Linked DNA regions of Rattus norvegicus: region 1 is linked to region 2. The links are chromatin contacts, called in public Hi-C maps. All regions are on one chromosome and are shown on one strand. Each heading gives the region's core, a stretch centred on a gene start, on an enhancer-like site or on the middle of the called end of the contact. The rest is flanking DNA. Distances are from core to core; before and after follow the strand shown.

What was found. A called contact is a pair of places that touch in the nucleus more often than the background predicts.
Region 1: a Hi-C map of frontal cortex shows a contact between it and region 2, with 1.8 times the contacts expected there. The contact joins the promoter of Mef2c here to the enhancer-like site in region 2.

Annotation. Positions count from the first base shown.
Region 1 is chr2:15,726,502-15,732,098 of GRCr8, reverse strand. It overlaps Mef2c (myocyte enhancer factor 2C), which reads right to left and starts at 3,084. Exons shown (of 11, transcript NM_001399397.1): 1 at 2,823-3,084.
Region 2 is chr2:15,265,858-15,271,153 of GRCr8, reverse strand. No RefSeq gene overlaps it. Among named protein-coding and RNA genes, the nearest start is that of Mef2c, 460 kb to the left of the region's middle. Within about 2 kb of position 2,058, at least 9 of the 93 cell types and tissues checked have an H3K27ac peak or open chromatin away from gene starts, as enhancers often do.

The DNA of each region.
Region 1 (5,597 bases), core at 1,835-4,334, 460 kb before region 2:
GGTCTAAACCATCACTATATATGGGTAAAAGGAATATGCGTGCTTTATAAGTTTAGATAGTCATTTGGGAGGCATTACTCTAAAAGCTGTTATTTAAAAAAGTTAAAAAAATAATTAGCAATCCTTCTGCAGTCCATGTTGTAAGTTTGTGACCTTTAATTATACACTAAATTTCTCCATGTTGCTTTGAATCATGTCCTGAAAACCTTGGCTCTCTGTTTAATAACTATTTTTTTGTTATATAGTACAGTTATTACTGTAAAGATTTTTTGTCTCTTTCTGAGATTTCATAGACTCAAATAAATTGCACAAAGAGTTGGGAAATAAAACCCACAAAATATACTATAATAATCAGAAGAAAGTTTTAAAAGACAATGCTTACATTTACCAAAGTGTTATTTAGCATAGTTCTCTATTAAAGACATTTAAATACAATAAATAATTGTCACTTAGTCACTGAGTAAGGTGAAGGCCAGAGAAAAACTAAAATTATTTGAAAACTATAGAATATGTTGTTCTCTTAAAGGATTCAATTTTCAGGAATCATTAGATAGTTACTTTTTTATTAGAATCAGTTAATTTTCTAAAATTCTACAAAATTAACCTGCTTATAGAGCAAGAAATAAGGCAAGTTATAGCTACTCTTTGTTATTGAAGTTTCCTGTAGTAATTTGTATCTCTGCCCGGGGAAAGTTAATGCCCATGATTTCATACATGCTTTAAAAATATGACTAGCTTTGAAAAGGTGGAAAGTTACTTAGAATGACAAGGTCATTTGCTAACTTCCACCAATATCAAAAGCATTATATTAAATTAATAGCACACCTTAACATTACCCTTCAATGCATTCTCATGCACAGCAACTAAGATGCCAAGAGCGTACGGGATGAATGAGGTAGAATACTGCTTCTGATGAGGAGTGAGAGCTATACAGCATATCCCCAAACTGTGGGAACCATAGTCATAGGAACAGCATTTTAAAGAGAACGGAGTTCAGCATGACTCGAAGGAAAGAGATAACTGCCAGCGATTGGCCCTTTAACTTGCCTAGGGTACCACATTTTAAACAAAAATTATTATATTGAATATGCTTCAGTGAATACTTTCAGAATAAAGATTGGAATTTGATACAGGATTAAATCCTTCAAATAGTAGAAAAACTCATAGATTGAAGGAATTTTTTTTCCCCATTTGAGATGGGACATAGGGACAACTCATCTTACCGACCACGCACTTGCTTTAGGACTACTTTCAAACTCAGTAATTAATATTATGCTTGTAGTAGATGACAATGTGGTTTACTGCCTGCATTTTTGTAACTGAATCAACAGCTACACAAACATATCATTTGTGCCATCCTCATAAATACTGAATTACTTTTAAGACTGGGCAAACTGACGTTATTTTTAAAATTAAATGAGATTTTTTAGCTATAGATTGAAAATTGCTGATCCACTTAAAGCTAAAGTCGGTATGGCTGCAAGGTTAAGTGCGGCTCACAGGTGGTCACATTTGATGTCCTACCTAGTAAGTCTCTAGGGGAGGGGGATTATTATGCACCACACAAACATTTTTACTCTGCAACACAATTCCATTGCAAGGTGCCAGTGGAAGGGAGCTGGGTCACTCTTCTGGAAAGGCGTGGAAAGGCAACTAGAGTTTTCTTTACAGCACTTAGAGAACACATACAGTCACTACAGATTTCATAAGGCAGTTACCGTTAGAGTTACTATCACATTAACAATAGTAAAATGCACTTTGTGTCAAAGCAATTCTCCTCCGAGGACCAGTTAAAGAATTGGCAAAGAGCCTGATTCTACATACACTGTCAGCATTTACATACCAAGTATTTCATACAGAAGACATCCATTTCAAAAATGTGAGGGAAAAGGTTCATAACTATAGCATCTAGAACAGTTCAAAATGGCTCAGATAGAACATTTTCCTTAAGAATTGGTAGCCTTGTTCTGGAAAGGAAATCACATTAGCGTTGCACTCAAGCACTTGCATAATACGCAATAATACAATAAGAAATGTGTCCCATCTCTATAGACTTTCTTTATGGCCAACTTTGTCACTTAGTTTCGTAACTTTCATCCAAAGTCCAAACAGAAGGCGGGCTAAGTGACTTAGCCTTGTTTGTTTTTAAGTGGCTTAATATTTCCCTTGATCTAAACAACAATGCACATGCTGGAATACAAACATGAACTGTGCAGTGCACGGGCTCCCATGGCCAGGGCAACTGCTTCTGGTCCCCACCAATTAAACTCTCACAAGCATGCACTTTGGTGAAAGAAGAGGATGCACAAAAGGTGGACTCTGGCAGGCAGCCCTGCTGTAGCTTAAAGTCATTCCAAGGACTAGTGGTTCAGAATCTAAACCCAGGGCAAATCAGTCTTTGGGGGCAACTCATAGGAACATCTTTCCATAGTGAACTAACAGCTAAATTTTAAGACAGCTACTTCAAGGTCACAGAACAGTCTGTGAAATAGTAAAATCCACCAAGATCCACATTCTCCACCCTACTGAACACGCTAATGACGTGAACTAACTTCTTGAAACTTTAAACAAACTGATGTGACAGGAACAGTCAGATGTGATTTCAATAGCAGATGGCAAACCGATGCTACCATCTAAAAAGTTACTTTCAGCCACACACAAGGAAATCGTAGAATCTAAAGAAAAGAATGCACAACAAGCCTTAACTTAAGCCTTCCAGAAAGGAGTTGGATAGACCCGGTGTCTGGAAGAGATCCGTGCAGATTTCAGAGACAATACACAGACTATTTCTATTCTTTTGGTGAAATGTCAGAGGTACTTACATGAAGGAAGACCCGACCAGATTAGTCCTTGGAATATTTTCCTTTCTTAAAAGAGAGGAAGAGAAAGAAAAAAAAATAACAATAATCTTTACTTCGTCCAGCCTTGAAGTACTTCTCCACCTGATTCAAAGCTGCAGGCACGGCGACCCACACAGAACCTTCAAAGTCAATCCAATAGCAGCCCGAAGATGTCTGGGTGTACGCGTGTGCTCAAGTGTCTGTGACTGCGAGGCGAGTGAGCTGAGAGCTGGAGACGAAGTGTGCGTGTGTGCGCACTCGAGGGGGGGGGAAGGGGAGGGCGCGCGCGGGATTGCGCATTCGCGCGCGCACCGAAGCCGCTGGAAGAGGAGGAGAAAGAGGAGGAGGAGGAAGGTGGAGGAAGAGAAGGAGGAGGTGGAAGAGGAGGAGAAAGTGGCTCTCTGTGGCCGGTGGGATTAAAAGTAGCCAGACTTGTCCAGAAAACTGCGTCCAGGAAGGAAGTGACAGGAGACGAATGGGAAAAGGAGAGCAGCTCCCAGCCTTAGATACGTCCTGTGAAAGAGCGGGGGGGGGGGGTGGGGGGGGTGGGGGGGAATGTAAGGATACTGGGAGGGGACGCGGGGGCGGCAAGCAAGACTGAGCACACGGGGGTTCTAAGCAGCACGTACGCGCCAGTGCTCCCCCCGTCCCCCAATTCATTTTATTCTTGCCTTTTCCTGGCGCTGCCTTTTCCTTTCCGTTTTTCTATCCCTACCAGCCCAAACCGTTGACTCTCCTCTCGAGCTGGGGAAATCATCAGTTTCACTCTTGCAAAAGGGGGGCGGGACTAGAACCTCGCAGCATTTTAATAAAACAAACATACTGCAGCTCCCTCCTCACCCCTCCAGTCTCAACTAGATTGATAAATTACTCCACTACACTACTTTAATTATGTATATGGTATGCAGAATAAATCACTGAACATCAGTACCTCAATCAAGCACTTTTAAATGATAATTGCATCTTGGTGAATCAATCTTTCCATTCCTGACATTTTGCTAATTTTAGTTTTACGGTGGGGTAATGGCACATGCCATACGCAAACCTAATGACAATTCTTTATTGCATGAAAGGGAAGACAACACGGGGAGCGGCGGCTCCCTGCCTCTCTCCCTGTTGCTAAAGAGGACGCTCGGAGGGGACGCTGGGCTGCTGCGCGCTCGCTCCCCCGGGAGGCTGCAAGGCAGCTAACAGGAAAGTCCTTCTGAAGTCGAGATCTTCCCTCTGACCAATAGGAGCGCGACCCTAAGAGCTGCTCTAGTGACTCCCCCCACCCCCTCCTTTGGATTCGCAGTAGCCACCTCATCCTTGCTCCGGTCCGCGCGCGCCTCCGTTACTCACGCGTAAAAGCCACGATCCAGGATGTCTGCAAGCCTCGATCCCAGCGTGCGCTTCCTGCCCGCCCAGAATGTACAAAGCTTTTGGCCTTGAGAGCCAGGAGGGCTAGGTTAGAACGTGAGCCGAAAGGAACCTCCAATGTTAGTAATAAAATAATTACAAGTTTTTGAAATCTCGACTTTATCCCGGGGCCATTAACTTTCGAGTCAATCTGGACAAATTTACCAAGGGGACAGCTTTCTCGAGAATACCCCCTCCTTCCCTCCAGGGTCTCCTCCACACCTTACTGGACTTTATCCAGGTCATTAGCAAGTAAACCAAAAACAACTTCCCAAATGCATTAGGCTCCCCTGACCGATAGCGGGTGACTTCACTTATCCTGAAGAGTTTCAGCTGCACAGGAAGCAAGAGCAGAGACTGATAAGGATACTTAGGTTAAGGTTTGAGCCTCTAGAATACTTTTCCATAGTAAAAATATAGGTTAACAAAGAATTGATACTTAGGGGAAAAGGTACTAGATATTGGGACCACACCCAAAAAGCTAAAGATTAAATATATCAACTAGTTATACACATCACCCCTATGTCTCCCCAAAATATTGAAAGATTGCATGGCCAGGAGTACTGTAGATCGTGTAAAACATAAAAAAAATTTTTTTTTAATATTATGACTGGAGGAAGAGAAAGTTCACAGAGTACCATAACATAGAGGATACAGTGTAGACAATAGCAGACTAATGAAATATCTAGCTAATTAAAGATACTTCCTCACACACAAAAATAAACTCCTTTCAAAAGTGTATGTTTAACCCAATAACTGGCTGCATTTTTCTGGTAAGTTCTTCAGTACAGCAGCAGAGAACTATTCTAATGCAAAAGGGCACCGTGGTTCAAAAAGCCTCCATCTCATTGTGCTGTTTGAAGTTGGAAGCTCCTGGAGGAGCAGTGGACTTAACATTTAAGCACCCTCCACAGGCTTCCCTTGAAAGCAGAAAGTTGATTTTCCAGGCAAGTTAAACTACATCGGAAGGATCTTCAAACCTCTGGCTCCTTACATGGAGACTATTAATTAGTACTGCGACTTCATTACAGGAAAGCATGACAAACTGTCACAAAGCACAAGCTTTGTGACATAGTAAGTGTTTTGTTCTACTTTTGAAAATTAGTATCTATGCTATACTGTGTTCGCCTCTCTTTCACATAGCAAATGTGACTACCATGGGTTTATAATAAAAACAGAATGGCATCCTCAGAGATACGAGCTCTGAGGCTTAGACATGCCGCATGCTAAGGTATATCTAGATTTGGTGATATAAATTTAGATTACTTTTGAGGTTTACAAAGATCCCCACAGAGCAAGCATTAAGAAGGACCAATGGAGCTTACTGTCATAGCGCTTTAAATTAATGGAATGAACTGT
Region 2 (5,296 bases), core at 809-3,308:
GAAAGATAGAAAGAAAGAAAGAAAGAAAAAGTTGTCTCTTTGAGAATCTTCTTTAGCCATCTTGGATGGGTGTGTTTGGCCCTAAGTCTGGCAGGGACTGAGCTGAGCAGAGCTTTTCACAGCAAATCTGTGATGAGGATCTTCTGTCTTCTAAGCTGTGGGCGGCTCCTTCTTTGGGAAACAAGTTATAATCAGAACTTGGAACAAGCTACTCTCCAAACAATGCTCTCATTGCTTCTCCTGCCATTTAATTAATGCCAGTCTAATTTTATAGCAAGTATAGAAATATGATTTATGCATATTTGCACCTACATGTGCCACAAGGCTTGCCTTGAGGTATATAGTCACGCAAATTATATTCTTCTGATAAAAACCATTGTCCTGAATACCTAAACTTATGGTGTTAGCCCCATTTCAGGCACACAGAAAACACATGATTAAGACAACACTTACCCTAATCTGTACATTACCATTGAGGACCATCAAGGCTTGAACCACCTGTCTAGTCAAGATTGTATTTTCCTGGATGACTTAGGTAGATTTTAGCAGATAAGCTTCAAGGACCTTTTTCTAGTGCGATCTCTCCAATGCTTATCATTTTAATTAAAGAAACTCTGTGACCTATAGGCTGCCACTTGAAAATTATGCCAACATATGCTGAACATTCTGATTTTGTTTTTATGTTTGTAGAGTGAAATCAGAGCGTGATTTAAATGTCCTCACGTCCTGAGGGGGTTGCTTTACAGGACATTCAGATGTAGCGGGAAGGATCTGCCATTCTCCAACATCATTTACGGTATATCTGTGAGCATGTATGTCAACGAGCGGATTTTATTAGTAGAAACTTTGAAAAAAAGCTGTGTGTTTTATTCTTTTACCAAAGATAGGCATAAAAACAAACAAACAAGGAAATTAGCATTGTCAAGGCACACAGAGTGCAATCATAAACAGAAGGTTAGAAACCGGTTTTGGCTTCAGTCCTTTATCTGATTTAATAAACTATAACAGTACATTATTTTCCAAAACACTTTTTGATCCCTTTGCAGCAGTGTTACTACAAGAGTCCAGCCTACAGAAAATTCCTATTTTTCTACTTCGGGTCACATTTCCATAGGCTTCCCAGGTTAGCCAGAATCATGTTCATAAGGACAGAGATGAAGAAGGGCTCCATCTCTAGGGCCCAACACTTGGATTATTAAGAAGTGATTATAGCACAGGTCTTTCGTTTTGTTTTCTTGAAATATGACAGGGTCTTAGACATTAAAATGCAAAAGAATATCTTTAACACATTTAGCACAAACATTCCTATTGTTTTCTTCCTGCAAAATTCAGATAGATTTCTGTTTTTACCCTTGCTCTACTTCCACTCCAAATTTTAACACTAAGTAGCACCTAAACTTTGATACCAGGCAGGAATATGATGGTAATTGCAGGGCCATGAGTGGATGGGTACACCTTGGCCTAAAATTTCTCTGTAAGAATAAGTACTGAAGGACTGTGATAGACTTGTGTTTTCCCTTTCCTGATGTTACCATGTTACATAAGGTGGAAAGCCTCTTTGATCGTTCTTTATTCTTTTGCCAAAATTTTTACCCAGAAGATATGACTTTAAATGTTTCTCAAGTCTTTTATTTAACTAATCTAAATTCATGGTTGGAATCAGGATATGTACAGTTTTAAAAATAATATCTTATCTTTAATTTTAAACAATCATCTAAATAGTCAAGGTAAGTATCCCTGTGCTTGTCTGTGCTGACATGGAGACACAGTAAGTCAAATGACTTGCCCATAGTTACGTAAGCAGTGCCACGGCCACAGCGGGGATGCAGGTCTCCTGATCGCTGTGCACAAGACACTATTTACTACCCTGTAGAAAAGCAAAGTGTCGAATTAGACAGAGCCCTAAGTAGGCAGTCGGCCGATGTGATGAGGCAGCTATAGGGAGCCAGGATCCTCCTGCTCTGCAGTTCATTATGACATTCCTGGACATCGCCCTCCCTGGACACTCGCTGGAATTAGTCTGAAGTTATAATGGTGATTTCAAGCCTGCTGGAATATAGCATCGGAGACCTGGGGAGGTCCAAGTAGTGGACTGGAATAGCTGCAGCTATTAAATATCTAGGTCATCCTTTATATAGGGTTGTAATTTATACTCCAGCTTCTGATTTCCGTGCTGACAGAAGGAAAAAAAATTCCATCTTGCTAAAATGTAGTCAGATGGAACTTTGTCTTCCCAAAACATTATTAGGTATTATTACAGAACGTGAACACCTTTCATTCCTGACAAACAGGAAATGCATGCTGAACCGCTGGTACGTCAATCAGAGTGATAGCATCAATTTTATGGTTTTTAATTCATCCCCACCTCCTGTGGAGCCCTTTGCTTATCCTAAATTATGAATCTTAAAAGGTACATGATTAAGAAGAAAAAAAAATACCTCTGCTTCTGTGAACTCTTGGGTGAAGAGCTGGGAGGTAGAAATTGAAGAGATTTGAAAGCATTCCCTAGTCACTCAGAGGCAAGTGACTTTCCTGTACCCAGGGTTACCTCTATCTGTCTTCTTCATGATTTTTTGCTGGTAACTAAGTATATATTTGTAATATATTGCCACCTTAGTGTATCTAAAAAATAATTAAACAAAACATAAGTAATGTAACAAGTGCAACATTTCTCAGCTCAGGAAGCATGTGAAATCTGTTTCGACTTATGTTTTCTATGACTATTTCTTGAACTGGGATGCTTTCTTGTTTTTTGATACATTAATTGATAAGAATTTAGGCATTAATTAGAGTGATAGTTCCCATAATCTTTTCTCCACTTCCTTTCATTCTTTAAACTGTTATAACTAAGAATGTTGTCAATTCAGCATGAAGTGAAACTTTGCAAAATTAAATAGTGTATACACACACACACACACACACACACACACACACACACACAACTTCACAACAGGAGATTCAGGAGCCTGGGGTGTCTGAATCTGTCTTCTCCTGTTCCTTTCTTGTTCCTGGTGAGGAGCCATTTTTCTTGTTTTTCTTATGTAGTTCCACCTGGTCTCTATTTGTTGCCATGAACTCTGAGAACACAACCCACTCTTATAAGATCTGGGAGTGGGACCTGATCATCCCTTCTTGGAAGGTGAAGCAGTCGATAGAGGTCCATTTTTCCTCATGGTACTCATTGCAAACTGAAGGCTTCATGGTTGGCAGACAAGTCTCTATTTGCTGACAGCCCATGAGGAGCTATTTTGGAGACCTTTTATAAGAACTCGCACTATATAGTGGCCTTCATGTTCAAATCACACTTGGTCATTTCCACCCGAGCTTTCACAGTTTTGACGCTCAGTGTCCCTGCATGAGTGCATGAAGCTTTCAAGCCACCTGTGAACAATTCACTTGCACAAAATTTCTAACTCTCATTTGCTACCTCTTTATGATTCCAGATTGAACTATGCTTGTTTTCATACAAGAAAGAAAAGAGGGGTCCCAGCATAAAACTCCAGTGTCAAGGAGTGATGATAAATAGGTATGCATTAGGTCTTCCCTTCTAGGGAAGAAATGCACTGAAGAAAAGTTGTCTTTTCCAATAGGGAAGAAACAAAGGATTTCAAACTTGTCACACGAACTTCATGAAAGGGTTGTTCCTCACTCATCTTTGTGTCTGTGATGTTATCAGATCCAAAGTGTATGAATCATCTCTTATCTTCCTTAACGTTTCTGTTAGTTATATCACAGAGCTCTAGCATGTGAAAAAAAACTTAGAGAGTTGAACATCTTGCCTTATCTTCACATAGATAGTGCATGGTAAAAGGCAATTGTGAACCCGTTTTCTGTCTCCAAACCTATCGTTCGTTAATATATTTCTATATATTATTAGAACTACTTATTTGGCCCCCATTATAAATTTCTATGTAGCATACTTGATTACAAACTCCTTAAAGAAATGAACATATTTATAGAATAGGGACTTGCACATTCTACTTGAGTAATTTTGATAATGGTAATAACCTGATTTCCTCCTTCAGTTCTACTTTATGTGTAATTTAAGAACATGAATGTTTGCAATTATTTCAGACTTATTACAGACAATGGGTACACTAGTTTATTATTATGGGTGAAATGTTCATGTTCCCTCAAAATTCAAGTTTTGAAACCCTAACCTCTGGTATGGCTGCATTTGAGATGGGGGACTTTAAGGAAGTGATTACATTAATAAAGTTCTAAAAAGTCTTGATTTGATAGGGTGGTACCTTTGTAAAATGTGATATCACAGAAGGAAAAAGAGGCTTTGCCTAGGCTGCCAACCATGCAAGGGTAAAGAGAAGACAAACTTTTCAACACACTATTTTTGGTTGAAACTAAACATTTATAATCAAGAAAAAAGAAATTAAAGTGATTCTTCAAATATATATATTTTCATTGCTAAAACAGAAGTATGTTGTTTGTTCCTTAAGTTCTGTCTTTCACTTCAATAAATGACAGAAATACCATCCTCACGTAATACAGTATTATGTGGAATCTTGAGGATGGATTCTCAAGCTTCTATATCTGTAAGAAAATATGTTTTCTGTTTTATCTGTGCATTCTAATATAATTTGTTACAGCAGTTTTGACAAATAAATACCCTAAATATGTATACTTTTGGAGTGTGTGTATGTATATGTGTGTGTGTGTGTGTGTGTGTGTGTGTGTGTGTGTGTGTGTGTGTGTGTGTATTTAGTTCCTTTGAAAATAAAGCTCAAGGCTATTATATCAATGTGGTCAAAACACTGTCAACATAAAACAGCAAAATAAAAATTGATTGAATAGAATATATGTTCTATAATTTCAAGTAGCTGTAACTGTATCTGCACACAGACTTCAAAGAAATGAGTCTATGTCTTGGAGAATAGATAACTGCTTTCTTGCAAGTATGGTAGAAATACATGGCCCCTCTGCAGAATGAGAAACGATAGAACCTGGATTCTGGAGACTCTTCCAAACTAATGAACTGAAGTCGGGGCCCTTGTCTTCCCTTGTCTGAGAAGACAAGGTTGGAAAAAATAAGAGGCAGTATATTAAAACACTCTCAATTCTGAGCTTATCTTATAAATCATACTTTGATCTAAAATAATGTGGTGGACATAAAAGAAATTTGGGGCTAGAGAAATGGTTCCATAGTTAAGATCAGTGATGAAATTTGGTTCCTAGCACCAACCTCAGGAAGCTATGTCTCAAGCTTTAGGGAATCTAATGCCCTCTCATGAACTCCAAAGAGATAGCACTCAATTTTCAAACTTGCCCTGTCTCTGACTCT